Regions from separate parts of the Pan troglodytes genome. Here regions 1, 2 and 4 are each linked to region 3. Evidence: chromatin contacts called from public HiChIP or PLAC-seq data. All regions are on one chromosome and are shown on one strand. The core of a region is the stretch at or near the end of the contact, and the rest is flanking DNA. Distances in the headings are between cores, read along the strand shown. Region 1 holds the start of GAS2 (growth arrest specific 2). Region 2 holds the start of FANCF (FA complementation group F). Region 3 holds the start of SLC17A6 (solute carrier family 17 member 6). Region 4 overlaps GAS2 (growth arrest specific 2).

Region 1 (3,451 bases), core at 217-2,716, 330 kb after region 3:
CTTAGCTTTTTATAACACCAATAATGAACAATGTGACAAGAATATTCATATCTGGGGAGAAATAGGAAGTAAGATTTTGAAAGTTCAAGGTGCTAAATTTTTTGAACTCATTACATATTTGGATAATTCTTAAATTAGCATTTATTGGCTGATGATGTTTTGATCAGGAAAAATTATCAAGAACATTTGATTTTTTACTAAATTGTATGTGTTCAGACACTCAAAATTCTTTGTTGGGGCTCTGGGAATACTCAGGTCTGATCACATTTTAAGAAATTTTATCATTCAGATTCGTTTACTAAAACTCATCAGTAATGAGTTCTGTATGTTTTGTTGTTATTTATGTTTATCCAAGCTGTTATGTTGACCTTTTAAAAATGCTGTTTCTCCTTAAAATTAAGAATAACTATTTTCCCCTTCTTTTAGAAAGCTAAGGAGGAAATGTGGAGCTGATAGCTGCAAAAGCAAATTGAACTAAAATAAAAAGTTCGGAGTTCAAGGACTCCAAACTTTTCAGTCGGTTTTCTCTTCTTCTTTATTAAATGTATTGCCACTAGAAGCCAATAACTGATGCAGTTTCTGCCAGATAATGGCAATAATAAAGGTAAAATGTGAATATTTTTTAAATTATATCTAAAATCATCCACATCATTTAGCTTGTGGATGTACAGGTAGTTTCTATTTGGGAGTGGGGCTAGGTAACTCATCATTATAAAAATGGTATCCAAGCAAGGATCACAATACCTGTGCCACTGCCATTGTAAACATCGGATGGCAATATACATGAAACTGATGAACATGAGAACAAAACAAAATAAAAAGTGTAATACATTTTATTTATGCTCCATGGGAGGTGGTAACCTGTGGGGATCAGCACACTCAGCAAGCGGTCCCCGCGCATTAGAGGTGAATCAGACACTTGAACATCTGTCCACTTCATGGAAGACGTTTCATCTCAGAATACACGTACTAATAAACAACAGTTGGAGACAATTGTCTCTGACATTCAACATAATGCTGCTGAGCTGAGGCTGAAAGAAGGAAGGGTGGAATTGTATTTCCTTTGGTAAAGCAAAAACAGCCGTGAGTACAGCCTCTTCTAAAAATCTGATATTTAAAGAGAATTGTAAGACATCAAAATGTTCAATTTGGAATGAAGAGTGGCCGAAGTTACTGGAAAGCTCGTGCCTCCGTCTGCAAAATCACTGGCCAGGAAAGCAAAAACTTTTCCAACACCCAATTTTAATATTGTGCTAAAGCTATTGACTCTGTTAAACCTCTAGAGTTAAATATGATCCCCTCCCCAGCCCCCACCTTTTCTCTCTTAGGTTAGTGTCTGGGGGACAAGGAGGGGGCTGGAGCTTGGCCCCAACCTCGGAATTGCTGCCAAGGGCTTGTAATACAATCTCTCCCCGTTTGAAGGGTAAATCAGTGTCAACTGCATTTGCTGTCCACCAGAAAAAGTAAGCATTTTACTTCCGCTCGGTCTATGAGGACTGATGAAATGTAGGAAATCTGTTTCTGGCAGGGAGAAAAAATCATTTTCCCAAACAGCACTAAAAGGAGCCATCAGAGAAGTATGAAGAGGGGTAGTGCGGCTGTAGCTGCTGCCGCTGCCGCCAGGCTGGTGGGGTGCGGGGAGCGGCTGCTGCAGGACCTGTGCCTGGAGGGGGCCGGCCCCGAGAAGCTGCAGGAGCCCAGCCCGGAGCCCAAGCGCCTCTGAGAGCCGCCAGCAGCCCAGCTCGGGACGCGGGGGTGAGCACGACTGGCTGGCCCAGTTCTGCGCCAACGCCGCCGCAGCGTGCGCGCACTGCAGCCGGGGCTCACGGGAGCCCCTGCCTGTCTACTGCACCCGGGGCGGCGGGGGAGGGGAGAGGTCATTAAAAAATAACCTCAGGAACGAGGCGGGGAAGAGTGAAGAGCCGCGGACAGTTGGACAGGCTCTTTCTCTAAGAGTGGGTATTCACTGCAGGGGGTGACTTTCTGATTCTCTGGAAACAACCATGTGTTCCTTATCCCTATTGTGGAACACCCCAGACGACCGCAGCACGTAAGCCCGCTGGGGTGGCTCTGCCAACCAGGGACAGAGTGAGGATTTTTAATGAACACATCGATTATAAATGCACACATATGCGTTCGTGCACAAGAGTATCTGTAATGCATGCTCAGCATTGTCTGTTATGGTGGGGTGGGATAGAGCCAGAATGGTCTTAAAGGGCTGATCCTGAATGTTTTACTTGAGTCGTTGAGGCCAGGATGGGAGGAAAGAGCGCCACATGTGTGATCTGGGGTGATACTCACTGTGTCTGATGAGTTTGATGAAATTGAGTTTTATGTGAATAAACAAACGCTAGCCGATATATATCAACACACTTTGGGGAGATTTTGCATGGTATCGTTCTTTTTGTTCAGTCCAAAGTTGAGACTGGAATCTGAAATTGTTTGGGGAACAAAGGAGGCAATTTTGCTTTGGAGACATTATTTATACTGGCAAAATTAAATTCTGTCAACTCAGTATGGTAAATTACCATTAACTTAGCCCAGGTATCCGAAGAAGTTTCCATTGTCTTGAATGAAGAGGGAGCAAAAGCGAGGGTTAACAGATTCTGTTTCTACATTCTAAAAACAATTGAGGTTGGGGGAGGGTTGTTAATTCTTTTCCCAGTTAACCTTTTTGAAATCACAGTCTTTACCCTCTCCACCTTCTTCATCTTCATCCTCTCACCTCCGTGATCTTCTTACAGTGAAGAGTTTGCAAAACTTTATTCTTATAAAATTATCTCCTCCAACCCTCTCCAACAAAGTTAGATCAGTTGTGTATGAGAGATATTATGCCAAGGAAATAAGATCTGCTTGTGCACAGGAACACCCATTTGACATCCTAGTATTAAAATAAAGGCTTAGACAGTTTGGATGTACCAGCCTGGCAGAGGAAGTCCACTTTTCCTCCCCACGTATCCCCTGAGATTCACAGAGGCAAGGCAGAGAACAAGACCTGTGCTTCTTCACTCCAAACTCTTAGCAGTGTGGACACTGATTAACTGCAGCTGGGGTCTGATTTGCCCAGCCTGTCTTTGATATTGATCAATGAACTCCTTCTCAAGGAATGCTTTCCTCTAACTGCGGTGAAGGGGGTGGCTCTGGTGGTCCTCTCCAACATGGGTGTCTGGGTTTTGACTGCCTAAGAGAAGGTAAGGGACAGATGGATGAGGCATGGGACGGTGTGCCTTTGCAAAACACATCGGAGACTTTGCACAGGGCTGCCTGAATGGTCCCTTACATGGAAAAGGTAGCTTGGATTTCAGCCTGAATGCTACTGAAGTTTGGGTTTATTTCATTACTTTATTGCTAAACACTATGCTGTGGTGTTATGGACTGTGCTTTACTGGGAAATAAGTTCACATGGCAAAAAAATATTTCACCAGGTGCAAAAGGTCATGTGATTGCCCTG
Region 2 (2,979 bases), core at 329-2,828, 290 kb after region 3:
AAACTCCAGATAGGCCAATAGCTTTTCAAACCAATATTCCTGACACTGCCAGGAATAAAGAAAACTCTTCACTACTGAAGGAGGGAAAGAAAACCTAGAAAAATAAACCATACTAAAAGAAAAAGGGTATTTTGTTTGTCACTTTAAAGCTGCTTTTTCTTTAAACGGTACACATATTTTCAACATTCTTACAAATGGGCCTTCTATTAAAAAGCAAACTATTGCTAATTCCACGGCTTTAAGTGGAGTACTTCCAATCACTTCCTGTATCCAGAAAATCCGTGACACTACATGCCAGCTACTTTGCATATTTATAACTGTTTAATAAACTATTCAAAATTAGCATCTAAAATAATTATACTTTGGACACACGAAGGCATATATTTGGTGAGAACATTGTAATTTTCATTTTGTAAACTATATATTCTATATTCAAGTAATAACACAGCATTGCCTATACAGAACTGAGGCCTGCGCTGAGACCCAAAACTTGTCTTTTCCTAAATGCACCACTACGAAGAGCTAATAAGAGGTCTGTCCAGATGCTAAGACCAGGTACTTCAAAATCTCCATCCTGCGCTTTACAGGTCTCCAGGGCAGTTAGAACTTTATCTTTCAGAGGTGGAGGGGCCTGACAGAGGCTTTGAAACCTATCGTGCAACTCCTCCCAGGGCACATCTTGGGACTCAGTTCCAACCCAAATGCCTTTCTGAAGGTCATAGTGCAAACGGTGACCCCAGTCTGTTAGCAGACCCAGATAGACAGGAGACAGCGCTGGGTGGCGGCTAGTCACTAAAGTCAAAAGCCCGGCTGGGAGGGCGCGACAAAAGGCAGCAAAGACTTCCGAATTCCCCAGAAGCCAGTGGACTAGCACTTGGCTCCCCTCTCCAGGTGATTTGTGGATGCTGGGTTCCAACTCTTCTTGGGGCCGAGGAGACAAAGGCGGCTGCAACAGCGCCACCGCTATCACCTTCAGGAAGTTGTTCTGAGGCAAGCGCTCCCACAGGCTGCTGAGAAACCTGGCGGGACGCTCCGCTTCGGCCTTCCCCACCTCCTGCAGACGCTCCAGCAGCAGCTCCGCCTGGGTCTTCATCAGAGAGTCCTCCTGGAGATTTGGGTTCTCTCTATAGCCATTGAAGCGCAGCATGTGCACCGCGGACCGCCGGCGGGCAAGGCGGGCCAGGCTCTCTTGGAGTGTCTCCTCATCGGCGTCCCGGACGCCCGGGCCCGGAAAGAGTTGCTGCACCAGGTGGTAACGAGCTGCATCCCCGAGGGCCCGGTTCTCCAGCAGGCGCAGAGAGAGCAGGACGTCACAGTGACCGAGGGCCTGGAAGTTCGCTAATCCCGGAACTGGACCCCGCCCAAAGCCGCCCTCTTGCCGCCACTGGTTGTGCAGCCGCCGCTCCAGAGCCGTGCGAATGGGGCCATGCCGACCAAAGCGCCGATGGACGTGGCGCAGGTAGCGCGCCCACTGCAAGGCCCGGCGCACGGTGGCGGGGTCCCAGGTGCTGACGTGGGTAGTGCTTGAGACCGCCAGAAGCTCGGAAAAGCGATCCAGGTGCTGCAGAAGGGATTCCATGAGGTGCGCGAAGGCCCTACTTCCGCTTTCACCTTGGAGACGGCGACTCTCTGCGTACTGATTGGGACATCCGTGAAATGATACGCCTCTCTGAAATGCTATTGGTCGAAATGCATGTCAATCTCCCAGCGTCTTTATCCGTGTTCCTTGACTCTGGGCAACTTAAAAGCCCTAATACTTTTACTTTCGCCACACAAAGAGGTTCTTCTTAGTGGAGGGAGAGCAGATGTAGGGCATCCTACCGAGAATTTCCGGAACCACATGCGAGATGATGCCAGTCGTGAACGTCTCCGCGCTTCCTTTCGCTTTGGAAATATCCTTAAGTAGAAATTTTCTGAGCTTTGCCTAAAACTAGAATCTGTGTTGAGGTTTTTCAAAATTAAGTAACGCCAGAGACATACTGTGACGTGAGGAAACGCTCTTAAATGAAATTTTAAGATCTATTTGAGAAACATGTACTAAAAATGTACTGACCTCCTATTAATGCCAGGCACTATGCTGAATTCTGGGCCTTCACATTGTCCTTCCATTATTAGAACTGAAGCCCAGATTATTTGAAACAAAAAATAAACTTCAATAATTTATTAAAATTTGCAAAGGAACAAAATTTTACTTCACAGTTGTACATTTCGTTTTCGTAATTTTTAGGACAAAATAGCTTAATTGACTCTTCTGTCATACAAATAATCAGCTGAAGGAAATGGCATTTAAGAGCATCGAACAATAATAAATGTTTGATTAAATAAAAACCGTGAGAAGAGAGTAGGGAGGAGAAGGTCCTATGTCGCTCATTGTTGCACTTAACAAACATTTGTCAACTCCTAGGAGTTGCATTCTGTACAAAATGCACAACAATTCTTACTAAAGTTCATAATATAGTAATTCATTTGAGCTGAATTTCCTTCCAATCCTAAAGACACAGCCAAAACTATTCGAAAAGTGGGGGGAAGGTGTTTTGTTTTGTACTTTAACAAAAAGGGGAAGAGAAACAAATTTAAAAGAGGGGAAGAGTCATTTTTCATTTATTAAAATAAGCATTCCTACACCTTTTAGAAAGTAAAGCAGTCATGTGCATGCTGTTAATTCAGATTTATGCATTTATTTATTTATTTTGAAACGGAGTCTCATTCTGTCGCCCAGGCGCGGCCAATTTTTGTATTTTTAGTAGAGATGGGATTTCACCTTATTGGCCAGGCTGGTCTCGAACTTCTGACCTCAAGTGATCCTCCCGCCTCGGCCTCCCAAAGTGCTGGGATTAGAGGCGTGTGCCACCGCGCCTGGCTATTATTTGATTTTTATTAGTTATCTCAAACTCTTATTTGGTCCTGAAATCGTTATTTTATTTTATCCTAAGGATACTATGAATCTTAAAATTCTTTTTCTTGGCTACTAGAAACTTA
Region 3 (2,995 bases), core at 71-2,570:
CATCCCACGGTTTTAGAGAAAAATTAAATTCACTGTTTTATTGAGGATATATATTTTAACACAAATTTATCAAAAAAGATAAAAATGTCTTCATTATCCTTTTCTTTATTATATTTCACAATGGAAATAATTTGACAACTATCAAACTTAATAATGGCAGATGGTTTTAGCTACTTTGACATTTTTTTCCAGCTATCCATTCAGTGACTACATAGCCATTATATCATTTGAACTATTCAGGTAATATTCTTATTTGATTCTCAATTTAGATCCATATTTTTGAGATTTTGTCTCAGGATCTTAAGTAAAATTGACTCCCTCTGTTGGCTTATGTGACATCCAAGGTTTTGACCTTGAAAATGTGGTTCAAGGCCAGTCTGTTCTGTAAGCATTGGCCTGAATTGTACTTAAGAAGTTTGTGATTCATGTGAAAGAGATTAATAATTTACATTAATCTAGCAGTTTTCTTGCTTGCTTAATGAGATAAATTCATTGATGCTGTACCTGTATATATAAAGCCAAAACTCTTACATGAATGTCTTTCAAAATTTATGCTTTAGGAGAAGGACATACAAAGAAAAATAAAATAAGATTTGAATGGAATATATGTAAATTAAAATAAATCTTTTTAAAAATAAATCTTTAAATTATCAATTACAATTTGTTGGCAAGCACAAGGTATAGCCACATATTTCATCAGTATATTGGTATTTCAGTAGTGTATTGTAAATTAGTTAAATAAAGATGCTTAAAATTCCAAGGAATTTATATTAAATTAACTGTATTTTATTTAATCAACTTCACTGAGTTTATAGCTATTCTTTTTTTTCTTCTCTCCATACCTCCCACCTCTTTTTCTTTATCTCTCCTTTCCTCTATTCTTCATTCTCTCCCTTTCTTTCTTTCATCTTTTTCCTGTCAGGAGTTAAAACAAACACATGAACAATGTAATTATGTATTTTGTGTGCACATATTTTATATTCAAGGGAGCCTAGGTGTCTTGGAACACCACAAGCATAAGTTAAATATGTTGAAATCTTTCTTCCCTGCAATACTGGCATCAGCGTGCTGGACAAAACGTAGCAAACTAGAAGTAACTTGTCAATTTTTAATAAAGTTGTCTTCCCTAGCAGAGCTAAATGCACCATTCTCCCTGCAAACTCTGGAGATGATGACATCTTCCCAATGGTTTCCATAGCATCCGTTCCTGAAGAGCCCCAGTATGGTCCTTGGTCAGGGCGATCCGCCCAGCTCCCCTAGAAAGTTGGCAACCTAGCTAGCCAAAAGGAGAGTCCCCTATTCCTGAAACTTACTCTGTCCGTGGTGCTGAAACACTGTACCGAGACCCGCCCAGACGGGCGCTGTCAGCCGCTGAAAAAAAAATCTTCCCCGAGGCTGCCCAAATCAGAACTGTGTATCTTTTATTTACTCACGTCCTCAAAGAGCAGCAAGCCTTCTCCATCTTAATTTGACTCTACCGCAGAGCAGACTTACGCTGGCGTGATGGGAGGAGATCATGGGCAGAGAGGGAAAACTAATAGCAGCATTGCTCACCTGAGACCTGAGATGCTCCCATGAGTTTTGAATATGCTCTGCTCCTTACAGCAAAGACACCATTTTTAAAAGTACCATTCTTTTGACTTTGCTGTTCCCAAGGCTTCTGTGATATTCCGGCCCCTCCGTTTAAAAGCCAGCAGATTTGAGAGCAATAAGTCTTCAAAACCGGGAATTTACATTGTTTTTCAGCTGACCGACTTCCAGGAAAAGGACTCAACCGCATCTACCCAAATACCATGGCACTGCTTGCGCTCTTTGCCACCGGATCCTCCCCTTCCAATGAGACTTTCTGATTGTGTCTACCAACTCTCCTATTAGGAAACCCGTGGGTTGCATGCAGCTATTCTGTTGTATTCTCATTCTCACTCTCCCTCCCTTCTCTCACTCTCTTGCTGGAGGCAAGCCACTACCATTCTGCTGAGAAGGAAAAGCCCGCAACTACTTTAAGAGATTAAGACAATATGCGCAATCCTCGCCTTTCCTAGCAATCACTATTTAAATCTGGCAAGAACTGACAACAGTCTTTGCAAGAATGGAATCCGTAAAACAAAGGATTTTGGCCCCAGGAAAAGAGGGGCTAAAGAATTTTGCTGGAAAATCACTCGGCCAGATCTACAGGTAAGACAAAGCAAACACTTGCTTACCTGGGGCTCAGCATGAAAAAATCTGCAGGGCCGTTTCCGTAAACCCTGGTGGCTCAGAAAGATTGTAATATGATCGGAAAGTCTTTTTGTTGCCCATTGCTTGGAGCGGGGGTGCTCTGGAAACCTGCTTATTAATGCAGGAATGTTGCACTAAATGAACCTGTCTGGTGTGTGTGTGTGTGTTTGATTTTTGCTTTGGTGCCTGCAGAGTTTTTATCCTTTACTACACAGGATTTATCTTCTTTACAGTTAAGAAATGGCCAGCCCCTGCTCAAACAGCGTTTCTTTTGGTGCTTATAGATACCCCGAATTAAATTCCTTTGATGCAGACAAATGAATATAAAACACAACCATCTAAAAAAATTAACCAAGAAATTCCAAAGAGTAATGGTTTATATATATATGATTATATATATATATATATATATATATATATATATGTTAGAGAGAGAGAGAAAGAGAGAGAGAGGTCTCAGCTTCAAAAGCACAGTAGAGAATCCCCTAGTGAAATATGTCTTCTGTATTGAATGAAGAATCAAAATATATCAATAATTGATAGTTGAAGCAATTCCTTTCTCTGAGCCTGAAACAATGTATATGCATTTTTAATTATTTTCATCTCCTAGAGTCTATTTCTTGCATAAGAAATGTCAATGCCTGGAAGAACAGCCATAAATATAACAAGCAACATTACTTTGAAAGTCCTAGAAATGATTTAATTATTTAATCCTCCTGTAGTCACTATACTAATTATGCTGTAATTTGCAAAACTTTAAATCATTTCAAGTATGTTA
Region 4 (3,069 bases), core at 106-2,605, 460 kb after region 3:
TCTTTATTGTGGTTTTGGGGTTCATTCCCAGTTGGGCAATATGATCATCAGCAAGGACTTCATAAAATGGCAATATGTATCCCTAAAGAAAAGAGGTGTTGCCCGTGGAAAGACCTTTAAAAACTCAGGTGACTGTAACCCTTGGCAAAGTCACTTTAGGACGTATAGTTGAGTGGTAATGAGTATTATCTGAATCCTAAGAGATTTTCAAATCTGAACTTCGTTGCTTCTTAGCTAGGTGACCTTGGGCAATTCACTTAACCTTGTCGAGCCACTGTTTTCTCATTTTTAAATATGAACATAATGCAAACCACTTAGAGTTGCTCCAAGGATTAAATGAAATAAAACCTGTAAGAACCTTATCATTATCAGTGGCAGCAGCAGCAGCACAACATTATTATTTAAAAATAACAATAGCAGGCTATTTATTGTTGAGTCTACACCATGTTCCAGGCACTGTTTCTACATGCTTACACATATTAATATCTGTGTTTGAACAACTATGGGAGGAAGGAATTACTATAGTCATTATTTTGCAGATGAGAAACTGAGACACAGATTAAAGAAATTTATTCTGGTCATACAGCAAGTTGGCAGCCTGATAAAGGAAAAACAAATAGGAGCTTCTGCTCTGTTTACTGTTATTTGTCTCTCTGAAGTTTTATCTAAGAAAAGGGTATAATAAGCTAAAGGACTGTTGGGAAGTTAAAATGAGATAGTAAATAAGATAATAAATAAGAAAAAAATGCTTGTAAACAGTAAAACGGTAATTCCAGAAGCTTGTTTATTTGGGCTGTGATTAACAATTTGTAATCGCACGTAACTAGAGGAGTTGAAATGAATTCCCCACCTTTGGCAAGGACGTCTTTAAGTGTCATTTGTTATTAGTAGTGCCTCAGTTTGCCCTGCTAACAGGTGATCTTATCAGTTATCTTGAAAATGCTAGAATCAAGCTTTCAACATGGCAAACTATCCATGGAACACCTGCTGTCTCACTCCTCCATGTGTCAAGGTACCTCAGGGAGATAGCTGAGTTCCCAATCACCCAATTTTGAGCATATGCCATTTCAGAATAATATTAGACAATGACAGAGTCTGTTGTCCTATAAATTAATTTAACATTCTTCCTCTGGAGAGCAGATGACTGCATTCTAAAAACAATATTTTCTCTCGAGTTATGATGGGTTGTAAAAACACACAGTGAATGGAGTTGACAAGAAGGTGTTGGGAAGCATATGATATCCCAGGGGGCTGAACAGATCTAAATTTAGGTGGGTTGTCTCTACTAGGCAGTTGGTGTCAGATACCATTGCCTCTTAAAAGGATGACTTCAGTGAAGAGCAGTTAACAGATTGTGCAGAAACATAAGGCTCTGTGGTCCATTAAGTGGGGAATCATTTAATGAGACCCAGAGTTGCACTGAGGGAACCATGGCACTTAAGCATTAAAAGACAGAAAAGGAAGGGGTGAAAATTTTATGAAGCAATTTATTACTGCTGTAAACCATGTATTTTAAAAAATGCATTCCAGGTATAATAAGAACTTGTGAATGAAGATCATGAAGAGAATAATGTACTTAATTCACTATGGATTCTGTCATGATATTTGTTTCTTCTCTTTTTGCTTCCCTTTTCCCCATTTCTTCTTCTTCTGTTTCTCTCTTGATTCTCAATACAATCTCCCACTTTCTTATGCAATTCCTGTTATAGCTTCAATTTTTGACCCAAATCTATCTTTCTCTCAAAGAAATTCTCTAAGCAAAAATTGGTCTGAATTATCATTCACACAGATTTTTTTCAGACTCCGCTTTCTAAATAAGGGCATAAACCATTTTACCTTTCTCTTTCTCCTATCTTTTCCTAAATAAGCAACGCAGATATAATTTATAAAGGTAGTGTTGCTTGGAATGGGGCATTAGTAAGTATTAGTTTTGTTCATCCAGTCGTTTAACATGCATTTATTCATTTAATATTCATCTAATAAGCATTGTGTGCCCGGCACTGTGCTAGGCCCCCAGGGTATGAAATTTAGCAAGGAATAACCTTGCCTGCCACTCAACAAATATTTGTTGAATGATCAAAGGAAGGGATTCACTTTAATTCACCTAGTGAATGGGGAACAATTCTCTGCATGTATAAAGGCAGGAAACTTTCTTGGGATTTTAAGGAGTTCACAATATCTATGGAGTGAGTAATTTGTTGAGTGGGCCTGGGCTCAGAAGGTAGGACTACATGCAGTATAGTACAGTCGTGCAGTGCACATCCTGAACAGTCATACATGATAACTCTGGCATAGTAAGAAAGAATGTGGGAAAAGAAAATAGTAGCTGGGCTATAAAGTGCTTTGCGAGCCAGGTTACTTATTCTTATGGAGGGATGAGGGTAGAAGTAAAAGAGAAGGTATCAGAATTGCTGTCAAATTTTCCATATTATGTATGCTTCTGACCACCATGGGGATGCTGATGTCCTCTCCTTACCCCCACTGCTTTCCCAGGATCTTCGCCACATTGCCAATTTACTGTAAGTCATATTTCTCAGGTGAGCTGTAGCTAAGAATGTCTGAGAAACACTAGACAATGGAGAGCCCTCACAGGTTTTTAAGAAGGCGGTAGCATGTTCAGATTTTCCTTTGAGGAAGATTACTGTGGCTCTGGAGTAGACGGTGGACTAGTGAAGAGTGAGAGATGAGGGGACATCCTGCTGAAAAGCGTTCATGTCCTCAAGGTCTAATGACATCTGTGTTCAGAGCACTTGACAGATACTCCTGCTGCCCTCAGTTTTCAGGGCCACCAGCACAATATTACAGACAGAATGAAACAGATTTGTCACTGTCATCCTGAGAGGGCGATGACACCTGACACATTTCATACAAATTACGATTTCAAACAGACAGGGACATTCAAGCAGATCTATGCTGGGGAATTAAATAAAGCTATAAAATATAAACATGAACTTTTAATTTAAAATTCTCATCGAAAAGACATTTCCTGTTGGGTAGTTTTTATTTTTGTTAGTGGTTTTGCTTGTTTGTTGTTTATGTAATATAGCTAGGATATATACAGCTTGGTTA

The links. HiChIP or PLAC-seq counts read pairs in DNA pulled down with a chosen protein or histone mark.
Region 1: a contact with region 3 is called in an H3K4me3 HiChIP or PLAC-seq map of stem cell-derived excitatory neurons, with 6 times the contacts expected there. The contact joins the promoter of GAS2 here to the promoter of SLC17A6 in region 3.
Region 2: an H3K4me3 HiChIP or PLAC-seq map of stem cell-derived excitatory neurons shows a contact between it and region 3, with 4 times the contacts expected there. The contact joins the promoter of FANCF here to the promoter of SLC17A6 in region 3. A contact is called at or near these places in 1 of 7 Hi-C or Micro-C datasets (stem cell-derived neural progenitor cells) and 1 of 1 datasets of contacts at active chromatin or transcription factors (stem cell-derived excitatory neurons).
Region 4: an H3K4me3 HiChIP or PLAC-seq map of stem cell-derived excitatory neurons shows a contact between it and region 3, with 14 times the contacts expected there. The contact joins the enhancer-like site here to the promoter of SLC17A6 in region 3. A contact is called at or near these places in 5 of 7 Hi-C or Micro-C datasets (blood, induced pluripotent stem cells, a lymphoblastoid cell line and 1 more), 1 of 1 datasets of contacts at active chromatin or transcription factors (stem cell-derived excitatory neurons) and 1 of 1 other capture datasets (stem cell-derived neural stem cells).

The regions. Positions count from the first base shown.
Region 1 is chr9:26,699,115-26,702,565 of NHGRI_mPanTro3-v2.0_pri, forward strand. It overlaps GAS2 (growth arrest specific 2), which reads left to right and starts at 1,467. Exons shown (of 21, transcript XR_008538012.2): 1 at 1,467-1,755.
Region 2 is chr9:26,660,431-26,663,409 of NHGRI_mPanTro3-v2.0_pri, forward strand. FANCF (FA complementation group F) reads right to left here and starts at 1,579. Exons shown (of 1, transcript XM_001169698.8): 1 at 1-1,579. The coding sequence starts at 1,579. The coding sequence ends at 455.
Region 3 is chr9:26,372,232-26,375,226 of NHGRI_mPanTro3-v2.0_pri, forward strand. It overlaps SLC17A6 (solute carrier family 17 member 6), which reads left to right and starts at 1,321. Exons shown (of 11, transcript XM_009460084.5): 1 at 1,321-2,175. The coding sequence starts at 2,090.
Region 4 is chr9:26,831,441-26,834,509 of NHGRI_mPanTro3-v2.0_pri, forward strand. All of the region lies in intron 7 of GAS2 (growth arrest specific 2), which reads left to right. Among named protein-coding and RNA genes, the nearest start is that of SVIP, 29 kb to the right of the region's middle. Within about 2 kb of position 1,356, at least 1 of the 24 cell types and tissues checked has an H3K27ac peak or open chromatin away from gene starts, as enhancers often do. A contact at or near this core is called in stem cell-derived excitatory neurons, where this site is marked.